2 separate regions of the Ovis aries genome follow, and region 1 is linked to region 2. The links are chromatin contacts, called in public Hi-C maps. All regions are on one chromosome and are shown on one strand. The core of a region is the stretch at or near the end of the contact, and the rest is flanking DNA. Distances in the headings are between cores, read along the strand shown. Region 1 holds the start of ASB16 (ankyrin repeat and SOCS box containing 16). Region 2 holds the start of PPY (pancreatic polypeptide).

What was found. Hi-C and Micro-C count contacts between places; a contact is called where the count stands out from the background.
Region 1: a Hi-C map of tail adipose tissue shows a contact between it and region 2, with 7 times the contacts expected there. The contact joins the promoter of ASB16 here to the promoter of PPY in region 2. A contact is called at or near these places in 5 of 16 Hi-C or Micro-C datasets (blood, hypothalamus, muscle and 2 more).

The regions. Positions count from the first base shown.
Region 1 is chr11:43,722,299-43,729,009 of ARS-UI_Ramb_v3.0, forward strand. ASB16 (ankyrin repeat and SOCS box containing 16) reads left to right here and starts at 5,095. Exons shown (of 5, transcript XM_015098825.4): 1 at 5,095-5,485. The coding sequence starts at 5,185. It overlaps HROB (homologous recombination factor with OB-fold), which reads left to right. Exons shown (of 10, transcript XM_042256059.1): 10 at 283-920. The coding sequence ends at 374.
Region 2 is chr11:43,555,615-43,562,170 of ARS-UI_Ramb_v3.0, forward strand. It overlaps PPY (pancreatic polypeptide), which reads right to left and starts at 2,249. Exons shown (of 4, transcript XM_027975444.2): 1 at 2,189-2,249; 2 at 1,242-1,432; 3 at 974-1,045; 4 at 679-828. The coding sequence starts at 1,432. The coding sequence ends at 804.

The sequences.
Region 1 (6,711 bases), core at 3,845-6,344, 170 kb after region 2:
TCAGGATGGAAAGAAGAACCATGGAGGCCCAGGGGGAGCCCCTTTCTTTGCAGAGTGACCCTGGCATTTTGCCTCTGCCTTTTGTTGAGTGTGGGGAGCAGAAAGGAGATAGAAATCAGGCCAGCCTCAGGCCCATCGATGTGGGGACCACTGCCCAGAGAGCCCCCTCCCTAACTGCAGCCAGGTTCAGACCCTCCTAAAGGGTGGGAGCTTCAGCTCTGAGTCACAAGGGGCCCTCAGGTTATCACTGAGTCTCCCCAACCTCCCTGTCCTCCCCTGCAGATGACCTGGATGGACTCCTGAGCGAGCTCCCTGAAGACTTCTTCTGTGGGACCAGCAATTGGGACTGCCCCAAGGCAGGGCACCCGCCATGAGCCGGCAGCCTCTCAGCACCGTGCCAGAGCTCTGGTTGTGTCTGATCACATGCCTGGGAGAGAGGAGGACCAGCATAGCTGGAGAGCAGACAGAGTTCTGAGACCTCTGTGGTTGTTCCCACCCTGGACACTTTCCCTGAGAACACCCTTGTCCCTCAGATTGTGCACTGTCGTCACTTTGGATCTTCCTTTGGCACGTGGAACTCTGCTCAGTATTGGATCTACTGTCCTTCAAGCGCTCGGGTGCATATCCCTTCTCCTCCAGCAGGGAAGGTGTGTCACTCTCCCACCTCCGCTTGACTTTAGAGGATGCGGGGCCTGGTCCCTTGACTCCCTAGTCCCAGGACAGCTGAGGAGCGAAGAGAAGCTGTGGCTTTTGTGGCAACTTGTCCCTCTGGACAAGGAGGGAACACACTCAGGCTTCCCTCTGCTTTGTCTCTTGAGGCCTATAGCTGCCCAGCTCACCTGTGTCTGGGGCTCCAAGGTGCGGGGGCATGGTTGTGGCTGGGGCATCTTATTCTGAAATAAAAGCAGCTGCCTGCTTCACCTGCCTCCCTCTCTTTCCCAGCCTCTCAGCTCCTTGTCCTGTCTGCCCTGCCCTTGGTGCCTTAGCCAGGACAGAGCCAAAGCTACTCATTTTCTTTCTCTTTTTGCTTATAGACTTTTTTTTTTTTTTTGCTGCACTGGGTCTTAGTTGTAGCACACGGAATCTTTAGTTCCAGCATGTGAACTGTTAGCTGCAGCATGTGGGATCCAGTTCCCCAACCAGGGATCAATCCCAGGCCCTCTGCATTGGGAGCTCAGAGTCTTAGCCACTGGACCACCAGAGAAGTCCCTATAAACTTTTTGACAGTTTTAGATTTATAGGATTATTGCAGAGATGTTCCAGGGAGTTCTCTTATACCTCACAGCCAGTCTAAGAGCCAGTATTGACACATTATTAACTGGACTCTATGCTTTATTGACATTAACCCAGTTTTCCCCTAATACTCTCTTTCTCTTGCAGGATCCCATGCAACATTTAGTCCTCTTGTCTGCATAGACTTCTCTTGGCTGTGGTAGTTTCTCAGACTTTCCTTGTTTCTTAGTGGCCATGACAGCTTCCAGGAGCACAGGCCTCGCTTATTGTCAGATGCCCACCTGTTGGAATTTGTCTGGTGTGTTTTCGTGACTAGACGAGGGTTATGTGTTTGGGAGAGGAAGAGCACAAAGGTGAGCTCACGTTCTCGTCGCGTCATATCAAGAGCTGGTGGTGACTTTGATCACCTGGCTGAGGTAGGGTTCGTCAGGTTTGGTCAGGTTTCTCCGCTGTCAGGTTACTCTTTTTCTCCTTTTCCACACGATTTTGGAAGGAAGTCACTCTGCCACCCACACTTAAGGAGTGAGGGGTTATGTTCTCTGCCTCTTGAAGGGCAGAATATCTACATGGATGATTTGAAATTCGGCATGGAAGATTGGTCTGTTTTTCCTTATTTCTTGTTCAGTCACCTGTTTATTATCAGTATGGACTCATGGATATTTATTTTATACTTTGGGTTAGAGTCCACTACTACTTTATTCTGTTGCCAAGCAACTCTTCGCCACTGTAGATTCTCTGTACCACCTTGAAGGCAAGAATTGGACAAGGGTCATGGGTGGGGTATAAAAGGTCTAATTATACCAAGTAACCAGCCAACCTTGTTTTCCTTTATGGAATGAAGGGAAAAGAGGAAGATGCTCTTAACATACGGTTGAGGGGATGTGAGCCCAGTTTGATGGCCGGTTTTGCCTGCCTCTGCCTCAGCTTTCACCAGGCAGCTGTAAGTCGGTGCCTCCAATAGACTTGGCACTGCTCTGGGGAAGGTGTTATTTTCCCTGTTTCCAAAGAGATCCCATGGATCCCAGCCTCAAAGCTGAAGGGAGCAAGTGCCCTAGGAACTCCATGTTCACCTGGCGGCTGGTTGCAGTGGGACTTTTCTAGAAGGCTTTTGTGGCCCAAGCCTGGGAACAGGCAGGAGCTAATTCACCAGTTCTGCCCTTTCACACTCTCACTTAGTCTTCCTGCTTGAACACCTACCTGAAGTGGTTGGATGGCTTCACCGATTCAATGGACATGAATTTGGGCAGACTCCGGGAAATGGTGAGGGACCAGGAAGCCTAGAGGGCTGACCAGGAAGAGTCAGACACAACTTGGTGACTGAACAACACCTGAGCACACCGCATAGTTCCATCTCTTCCCCCACTAACTCCCCAGCTCTGCCTCTCTAGCTTAGATCTGGGCCAGAGCCCTTCTACTCCAGTGGTCTTCGTGCAGCTAAACCACCTGTTCTCCCGGCCTGTGTACCCATCCCCCCTCAGCCCCTTGGAGCTCTGTTCTTCACTCTTAACCATCCTGACAGATGTCCTGGTTTCTTGTGTACTCCATCACCCCATAGGCTCTGAGCTCCCAGAAGACAGGCTGGGTATCCAGCCACCTGGCCCGGTTTCTGCCAATAAAACTGGGCTCCCTGTGGGTTCCTGTGTGGGTTAAAGTAAAGGCCTCAGGAAGTTAATGCTGTGTATAGTTCCTCTGCCCTCAGGAAGTTAAGGCTAAGGACAGGACACAGAACATATGTGTCTCTGGGGACTGAGCTGTAGTCAGCACCTTCAGGCCTGTGGCAAGAAGGCTGCAGAGAGGCTGGGGAGGTCAGCACAGCCTCAGGCCCCGCTCACAATGACTACTGTGAACCTCGGAGAAGGCCCCTCACGGCCCCACCCACCTTGCCAGCTCCCAACCCTGGGAACCCAGATGTGGGTGCTCAGCTGGGCTGTTGGCGGGGCAATTAAAACACCAAATGGGTGCCAACAGGGTTAATCACACCTGCATTTATAGAGGCGCCTTTCTCTGAGGATCTCTAAGCCCTCGCTGGGCATGATCTCATTGCTTCTCTGGGATTCCCCACCCTGGAATACCACCAAGAAGCTGGGGCCAGAGTGGGTGAACTCTGGGTAAAGGCAGAGCCAGAAACAGCCTAGGCTGCTGCCACACACATGGGCAGGCAGATGTGTGTCCGCTCTGGTGGAGAACGGGGTTCTTCAGTCAACATGCTACTCACAGGAGGCCAGCCTGCGACAAGACCTACTGTGTGCCATGTCCTGCAGGGGACCAGAAACCCAACTGAACCCACTCAGGTCCTGCTCTGGAGCCCATATCCAGGGCAGCAAGCTGTGGGCCACAGTACATGACACAAGCGGTCCTCCAGGAGCATGGATGGGGAGAGGCTGGAGCCTCAGGGGTGGGAGACCTGAGCAGGTGTCTCCCGGAGCAGGTGACCTTTGAGGTGGACTTTGAGGGATGAATCAGAAGGGACTTCCAAGCGGAGGGAAGGGCTAGGAAATGTGAGGGGAATGGTGCCTGACGCGGAGCCAAACCAGGGCACGGGGTTTAGTGGGAGAGGGCAGAATTCAGCAAACGTTTTTAAGCTGGGAAATGAACCATTTCAGATAGATCCTTCCCTATGGGCAGTGGAGCAGAAGAGGGGATACCAGGTAGGAGGCTAAGCTGGTCCGGGTTAAAGGTCTTGAGATGGTAATTGAAAATGTGGGAATGAGGTGGAGTGTGTGTGTGTGTGTGTGTGTGTGTGGAGCGGGACAGCCAGGGCGTGCACCTGCAGTCAGGGCAGGATAGGGACAGGCCGACCCTGAGGGGCCCAGAGGCCACCCTCCACCCAGAGCTGAGGAGAGCTTCTGGGGCCAGGATTGGCCAGCCTCCCTCCCGCCCTCCCCTTTACTGCTGGGAACCCACAGCAGCTAGTGCGGTTTCACGGCCTCATTCCTCCCCCTAGAGGCTCCCAAGAGCAGAGCACTTTGGGTGAGTGGTTTTGCAGCTTGAAGGTCTCCATGGTCCCCAGAGTTGTGAGGTCAAGCCCTTGGTCCTCCTCAGGCAGGCATGTGAGCCCTTTTAGGAGCTAGGGAAAATCAAATAAGAAAAGCCTAACCAAGATTCACTGAAGGCAGCGTTAGGGACCATGCTGTCCTGCTTGGAAGGTGGGGAGAGGCGCTCTTCCTGAATCATTCCATCTCTGGAGTCAGACGCACAGGACCCCAGCCTGGCTCCCCGTCACAAGCTGTGACCTTGAGCAAGTGGTTTCACCTTGCTAAGCCTTAAGTGCCTCATCCATGAAACAGACATAAGACCACCCATCTCAGAGGAGTTCAAACTGTGATAATCAGCCTGATCATATAATTTATTGTCAAAACCAAGGTGCTGTTTACCCGGGAAGAGCCAAGAAATCTGTATGGTGATCTGAGTAAAGGTGGATATAAAAACAATCTGAGTATTCTAAAGCTCTGGGCCCATATGTGCGGAGTTAGTGTTGTTAATGCAGATGCTGAGCAGAGCTGTTGGAACTCCGATGTGACCTGCCGGTATTTCCTGGGCTGGGGCCTGGTTTCCAGCCAACATCAGAGAGCCCTGTCCAGTCTATTTCTGATTGACTCATTTACCTCGGACCTGGCCGACCCAAGATACTCCAGGAAAGTGGGAGAATGCAGACCTGGGGTTCATCTGGGGGCCAGCTCCCCCGTCAGAGGGTATCCACAGGGGCCATCCCAACCCTGGGCTGGGGGTTGGCCCAACACCTTCTCTGCACCAAGATCATGACTCTGGGCAAACCCTGTTTATCAGAGCAGCGAAGGGCCTATTTATAGCCTCAGCTGCTCCTTTCTTTGGGTTACGAGTGAGGGGGCAGGGTGGCTCCTCAGAGCAAGGGTGGCAGTCAGGCGAGGGAACCAGCCCTGCCCAGCTGCTGCCGCCCAGACTCCTGGATCCCCCGCCCTGGGCCCCCCTGCCATGGCAGAGGAGACCTTCCCCTTCACCTCCTCCACCCTGCGCTCTCTCCGCCTGCAGCGGGAGTGGCTGGAATGGGAGGACCGGCGGCGGGCAGCAGCCCAGCAGTGCCGGAGCCAAAGATGCCCCCCAGATTCCCAGGCCCGGCTCACTAGGCCACGCCGTTCCTGCCGGGACCCAGCTGTGCACAATGCCCTGTTCTCCGGTGAGCTGCAGCAGATCAAAGCCCTGTTCCAAGATGAAGACGCTGCCAACATGATTGTGGAGACTGTGAGCAACCAGCTGGCCTGGTCAGCTGAACAGGGTAAGGAGCACCCGGTGGGGGCAGAAGAGGAGGGGTAGGGAGGAAGGTAGGGGTGGGGATGGGAGAGAGCCTGGGCCCAATCTCCCCTCTCCAGCCCAGAGAATAGACCATCCCCTCCCACTTCCCATTTTAGATCCCTCCTAAACAGAGCTGAGGCATGCTTAGTGGTTTGTATTCTTTTCAGAATTAAAGTTATATTAACATGTTGTTGGAATTACATAGAAATACATGTATGTGTGCCACTCTTTGCGACTCTATGGACTGTAGCCTGCCAGGCTCCTCTATCCATGGGTTTCTCCAGGCAAGAATACTAGAGTGGATTGCTATTTCCTTCTCCTGGGGATCTTCAAGACCCAGGCATCGAACCCGTGTCTCTTGAGTCTCTTGTATTGGCAGGAGGGTTCTTTACCACTAGCACCACCTGGGAAGCCCACATAGAAATACAGTTATATTCTAATGCAATGTTTTTCTCTGGATATATATCCACAGGAATATTTTTTCTCTCATAGAATGAAATTATACACCAGATGCTATTTATAGCCTGATTTTTTTCATTTAACATGTTTCTGTGGCAATAACTGTTAAGTCCATATAATATTTTAAATAGGTGCATCAATTCTGTTGTATGGTTGGCCCATGACTTATGCAGTGTTAGTCTCTCAGTCGTGTCCGACTCTTTGAGACCCCACCAGGCCCCTCTGTGCATGGGATTCTCCAGGCAAGAATACTGGAGTGGGCTGCCATTTCCTTCTCCACGGGATCTTCCCAACCCAGGGATCAAACATGGGTCTACCGTCTGAGCCACCCAGGGAAACCCAATAGATTGGTTAGATTAGGTTCCTTTTTTAAAAATCTACTTTAAATAACAATATGACCAACATCTTTGTATCCTTAAGATCTATTCTGACCAGAGCGTTTGTCAATGTAAACCAAACGATAAGAAATCAACTATCTGCCAGTAAAAACTAACTTAAAAAAAAGATCGCTCCATTCTTCAGATTGACAGGAGAAAAGAAAAAAAAAAGACCAAAGAGAAAAAAAGAGAGGAAAAATAAACCAACACACAAAAAGAAGAAAAACTGATTAACAGGAAATTGCCTCAACCTCCACCTATGGATTTGGGGGTTCAAAATCCTTGAAGAATTTATGCTATTAGTCACCACTGGCTCCAAAGTCCTTTAGCTGTTAGAGATGTGACCCCACCCAGGGCATCTCGGTCTCATTCT
Region 2 (6,556 bases), core at 999-3,498:
GCCTCGGTTTCCTCCTTTGCAGAGTGAGGATAACAGTATCTCCCCCCTCACAGAGTCGTTGAGAGGGTTAAATGCCCCTGGCACACAGACGCTCATTTTCCCAACAATTTCACGTGACACTATCTCCAGACCCCTCCCCATCTCTGTCCCCCTCTTCCGGCCATGCTTCTGCTGTGTGCTGTGCCTGTGAGGGGCCACACTTCAGCCCATCATGCACAGTGACCCACCTCTCACCGCCCCAAGGAGGGCAACTCCAAATGCCCCAATGTAAACCGTGACTGTCTTAACCCCAGTTGTTCCTCTGGGCTGGACTCTCTCTAGGACAAACTAGCACTTCACCTACTGCCTAGGCTATAAGAACACGTTGGTGGGGATCCATTTGGGGGCAGGGCTGCCATCAAGCCAATGATTGGGAGGGTCTAGAGGTGTGAAATGGGACGATTGAAGTTTCACTGACTTTCTGAATGACCTTGGGGGAGTCCCTGTCTCCCCCTGGGCCACAACTTGCCCCTCTGTGAAGTGGACAGGATGAATTAAATGGCTCTGATGACCCTCCAGACGTTCTGGATCCGTCATAACACCCTCGGTTCCCTTCTCTCTGCCTGCCCCTTTCTTCCTGTGCATTTGGCCTGCTTCTGCCCCAACCAGGGGTCCACAGAGACACAGAGACAGTGAGGCTAAGAACTTTGATTTGCTTTATTTAGCCAATATGGAAGCAGGGAGCAAGCTACAGCCAGAGCCAAGGGTGCAGGTGGGAGAGCTGGGCCAGCCTCACCCTGGAGTCAGAGGAGCAGGAGGTGGCATTATGAGTCCATTGTACTGATCTCCCTGCAAGAAGAGGGCAAAACATGGCAGTGTGAGTGAGTAGTCCTTGTGCCCTCTGGAGACCTCAGGCACCTGTTCTCCCCCATTCTACACACCCCCATTTCCTGCTCCAGGCATCTGGGCACACAGGACAAAGAACAAAACCCACCTGGGGACCGCTGAGTGGGGAGACCCACACTCCAAGAAGTCCAGCGTGCCTTCTTTGTCTCTTTTCCCATACCTGGGAGGGGAGAGACAGCTGGGGCCAGCCCTATGGCCAGGTACCAGTTCACCTGCCTCATGCCTATCCCTGGGCACCATCCTGCCCAGGGCACAGGGGCCTGGGCCAGACTGTAGAGATACTCTGCTCCCAAAGAACATGGAAGTGGCTGGGCCTGGGGTCTTGGCTGGGGCCTCTCTCCCCGTCTCACACTCACCTGGGCCTGGTCAGCATGTTGATGTATCTGCGGAGCTCAGCCGCATACTGGGCCATTTGCTCTGGCGTGGCATTGTCCCCCGGATACTCTGGCTCCAGCGAGGCTCCCAGGGCACCCAGGGGTGGCTGCAGCAACAGAGCCACGCACGTGGACAGAAGGAGCAGGAAGAGGCAGCGGTGCGCGGCAGCCATCTGAGGAGCCAGGATCAGGGAGATAGAGGGAGCAGAGTGCCCACCCCGCCCCCCTCCCCGTAGCCCATCACTCATTTCTCCAAGCCTGGAGACCAAGGGGCAGAGCAAAGGGCTACTGGGAGCTGATCACCCCACCTCCTAGATCTGCCCTGGAGAGCTCACCAGGCCCCTCTTCAGAGCAGAACAGCAGCTGGAGCTCAGCTAGGGCCTCGGCAAAGCAGAAAAGTGTAGCAGAGAAGTAGGGGGTTGGGACTTGGGTAGGAGACCCAGGACTCCAGACACCAGGGCCTGATGGCTCTGAAGAGGCAGCTACGGGTGAGAGTTGGAGGGGAGGGGCTGTGGGAAGTAGGGGTGCTCCAGCTCCCCTACAGGGTGGGGGTGCACAGAAGGGACTTGTGAACCAAGGGGCAGAAATCCACAGCCTTCCACCCCACTTTCCCTCAGCCACTCTGCCAGGGATAGACACGCAGATGCAAGTCCTGGAGAGGACACCGCAGCCCGTGTCACCAGGAGGGATGGCCACACACACGGACTCACAGCCACCACCCCCTGCCCGGCGCACACCTGCAGGCTTCTAGCCAGCAGGCTGCTCTCCCAAAGTAATGGATTTGTCCAAGTGTAGAGCTAGACCCAAGCAGGACCTCAGGCCTCTGGAGGCCCCCAGCCCTGCAAAGCACCATATCCTTCCACACAACCCACCCTTGGCCCCTCTGAGCCCCCCGGCCCCAGAGCTAGGAACAGGCTGAGCCCACTTACCCTGAGTCCTGAGCGAGTGGGCGCTGGACAAAATCAGTGCCTGCCTCAGGCTGGATGGACCCCACTCTGTCCTTGACCACGGCCCTTTTATAGTCCTCAGCCCCCCGAGTCCCCGCCTCCTGTCAGCCTCTCTCCCTCCCCAGCCCTCACCCCCTCCTCCCACCATCTCCCTGGTGCCTGCAACGCCAGCACCAGGACCAGGGACAAGAGGGGGACAGGGCAGTGTTGTGGGTGTCACACTGGCAGCATAATGGGTTAAAGTGGGCCACGATCAGTCTCCTGCAGGCCCCCGTCTGCCTTCGGGCGCCAGAGCAGGCTTAGTTCAAGAAGGATGGGGTCCTGGGAATGCAGGATAACTGAAAGGTTCTGATTGCAGAACTCAGAACAGCCCTGCCTGCCTCCCCAGGGTTAACCCAAATACTCAAGCAGATTCCCTCTGGGCAGAAGATTGAGGCTGTGGCTCTGAGACTCCAGGGATGAAGGCTGGAGACTCAGGACTTCCTGTGCATCTGTGATTAGAACAAGATGGAACGGGAGAGATGCCTCAGGGAACTGGGGAATGTGAAAAGGAGTGGGGACCCAGGTAGGGAGAAACCTCTCCCCGGATAGCAGATAGATGCGCAATGAGAACTGGTGTGCCTGTTCTTATTCCTGGGTAGGGAGGCCAGTATCTGGTAGCCATTTCCCAGTGCCTCTATTCCAAGATAAAGATAAAAACCAGAATCACTTGTACAGCCTTGAATTTTCTAAAGTGCTCCCAGCTCAATCACCTCAGTGAGTTCCTACAACAATCCATTTTACAGATTCAGAAACTGAGTCTCAGAGACATTAAGTAACTAGCCTCAAGCCACGTAACTAGTCAGTGGAGATCCAGGGTTTGAAACAAAGTCTAACTCCAAAATCTGTGCTCTTTTTTTCTTTTTTCTAAGTAAGGCTGTTAAAGTATTGCTATAATTTCCCACTTTCTGACTAAGAAACGTGAGGCTCAGAGAGGCAAAGATACTAGCCCAAGGTCACACAGCTGTCTAAGACTCAAGTTCTGACTTAGATTTCCAACCCCACCAGTGCCAGCAAACCACCACCACCTCCCCCTGCCCAGCCCCCCGCCCTGGTCCCAGGAGCCTCTGCGTCTTCCCTGCTCAGTGTCCCTTCCCCCACCCCTGGCTCCCTCCCCAGCTCAGGGGTAGGAGCATAACTGACTGTGTCTGAATGACTCAGTGAAGCCCTAGTAGTGGGCAAGGGACTTCTCACCCCCGAGGTTCTGCCATTTCAGATCACAACACCAAAAGAGTGTGTTGGGAGAGGACCATGGGCAAGGGTGGGGTGGAGATGAGGACTGGAGGTGATGCTGCACAGATCCAAGCTTTGATTTTCCTCACGATAATGAGGATAAAGGAAGGCTCAGGAATTGCCAGAGTTCTGCCTTCCTCCTCTCAATTCTGATTTCTGGCAACAAGAACAATAACGCTCCACCCAATTCCGCAGAGCAGAATAGAGATCGTTCTGTCTCCAAAAGCCCTGCTGGCCCTTCCCTGGGCTTCGGGGTCCAACTTGATAAAATGAGGCTGGTGAATTAGTGGCTGGTCTCCTAATGGCTGGAGCTGCCCAGGTGGCACCTGTGGTAAAGAACGCACCTGCCAGTGCAGCAGACGTAAGAGATATGGCTTCGATCGCTGGGTCATGGAGATTCCCTGGAGGAGAGCATAGATACTCACTCCAGTATTCTTGCCTGGAGAATCCCACGGACAGAGGAGCCTGGCGGGTTACAGTCCATAGGATCGCGAAGAGTCGGACATAACTCAAGCGACTTAGCATATACACCCCAATAGGCAGGCCTCTAGTGAGGCCGGCAGGGGCTGCAGGGTGCCACCAGGGGGCGCCAGGCTCCAGCCATAGTACAAAGGGCTTGGGCTCCCACAGGACTGCAGCTGCTGTGGGACCGGTTATGGCCATTACCCAGGGCAGGTCCCAGCCCCTGCAGACAGATGGTAGATCTGGGGATTGGCTCAAAGCTGAGGCCATCTATAGTTGCGTCCTGTCACAGAGGTAAACAGCTTTGTCAGTGCCTACAAAAACGACAGTTACTCTACAATGTCAGCAGAACCTACAGCTTTCATTTTTCTCCGTTGTGAACAAGAGATTCTTCTTCTGGATCCTCTCAACGATGCTGTGACAACTGAGGAGGAGTGGGCAGTGGATGTGTTTTCTCAAACGTATGATCACATCCAGACTGGGTGATCCTTCTCACTCACCTTCATCTGTTCCCAGGGCTTGCCATGGAGCTCTGCTTCAAGAAGCACCAAGGACGTATCTGCAGACAGACTAAGTGAAAGTGGTCCGCCTCCCCTGCCCAACCCCACGCTCTCTGGGACAGGGACGGTGGCCACTGGGCAGTGTTAGGATGGAGTGAAGGCTGCACTTCACTTCTTACAACCAGGAAAGGAAGACCCCAGAAACACCTGAGGCCACAGGGCGAAGGTGGTCCTTACATACAGGACTGCAAAGGCAGGAATGCGATTAGCTTTACATAACCCCTCCAAAAATTCCTCCAAAGCAGCCTGGGTCAACTCTTAGGCCACTGTCTTATTCTCACACTGGGTTGGCAGCAGCAAGGGGGCAGGGAAAGGAAATGGTGGCCAGCCCCAGATACCAGGAACTCAGGGGGTCCCCCATTCCCTAGGGAAGCCCTTGGGTTGAGGTTTATCTCTCTCTCTCACACACACACACACACACACCCCTGGGGTCCTTGTCCCACCCACTCAGGCCCAACTAGGAGCTCGGGTCATTAATTTGCAACCTGGGCTCTGCCCCGACTTCTGTCCACCATGAGAAGTCCATCTGCCTCCAGGGTCCCCTAAAGGCTCAGGAGGGCTGAGTAGTCCTCCCTGCCCACAGTGCCTGCAAAAGCAAATCCTGTCATTTTCAGCTCAATTTTTTCCTGAGGAAGGCTTTTTTCTTTCTAAGAGACAGGCTAAACCAATCCATATAATAAATTACTGCAGGAGAAGAATAGTTGAATGGGGAGGAAAGAAAAACTGCATGTGGGTCAAGTAAGGGCTTTGGGTCACATACGGGCTGGGTGTGGAAGGAGGGGAGTTTTTCCCTTGGGGTGGTTGGAAGGAAACAGTGTCAGAGCCGTTTTGAGATGGGTTAGGAGTGAGTTCTTCCCTGGTAGTTCAGCTGGTAAAGAATCTGCCTGCACTAACAAACACATGAAAAGATGCTCAATATCACTCATTATCAGAGAAATGCAAATCAAAACCACAATGAGGTACCATCTCACGCCGGTTAGAATGGCTGCCGTCAAAAAGTCTACAAACAATAAATGCTGGAGAGGGTGTGGAGAAAAGGGAACCCTCTTACACTGTTGATACCTACCACTCTGGAGACCAGAATGGAGATTCCTTAAAAAACTGGAAACAGAACTGTCATACAACCCAGCAATCCCACTGCTGGGCATACACACCAAGGAAACCAAAATTGAAAGAGACACATTTACCCCAATGTTCATTGCAGCACTGGTTACAATAGCTAGGACATGGAAGCAACCTAGGTGTACACTGGCAGAAGAGTGGGTAAAGAAGTTGTGGCACATATACACAATGGAATATTACTCAGCAATAAAAAAGAAAGCATTTGAGTCAGTTCTAATGAGGTGGGTGAAACTGAAGCCTATTATACAAAGTGAAGTAAGTCAGAAAGAGAAACACTAATACAGTATATTAACGCATATATATGGAATTTATAAAGATGGTAATGGCGACCCTATAAGCAAGACTGCATGAGAGACACAGATGTAAGGAATAGACTTTTGAACTCTGTTGGAGAAGGCAAGGGTGGGATGATTTGAGAGAATACCACTGAAAGATGTATATTACCATATGTAGAATAGATGACCAGTGCAAGTTCCATGCATGAAGCGGGGAACTCAAAGCTGGTGCTCTGGGACAACCCAGAGGAATGGGGTGAAGAGGGAGGTGGCAGGGGGTTCGGGATGGGGGATACATGTACACCTGTGGCTGATTCATGTCAATGTGTGGCAGAAGCCACCACAATATTATAAAGTAATTAGTCTCCAATTAAAATAAATTAATTTAAAAGGAAAAAAAAAAAAAAGAATCTGCCTGCAATGCAGGAGACATCAGTTCAATTCCTGTGTCAGAAAGTTCCCCTGGAGAAGAGATAGACTACCCATTCCAGTATTCTTGGGTTTCCCTGGTAGCTCAGATGGTAAAGAATCCAACTGCAATGCAGGAGACCTGGGTTCCATCCCTGGGTTGGGGAAATCCCCCGGAGGAGGGCATGGTAATCCACTCCAGTATTCTTGGAGAAGGAAATGGCAATCCACTCCAGTATTCTTGCCTGGAG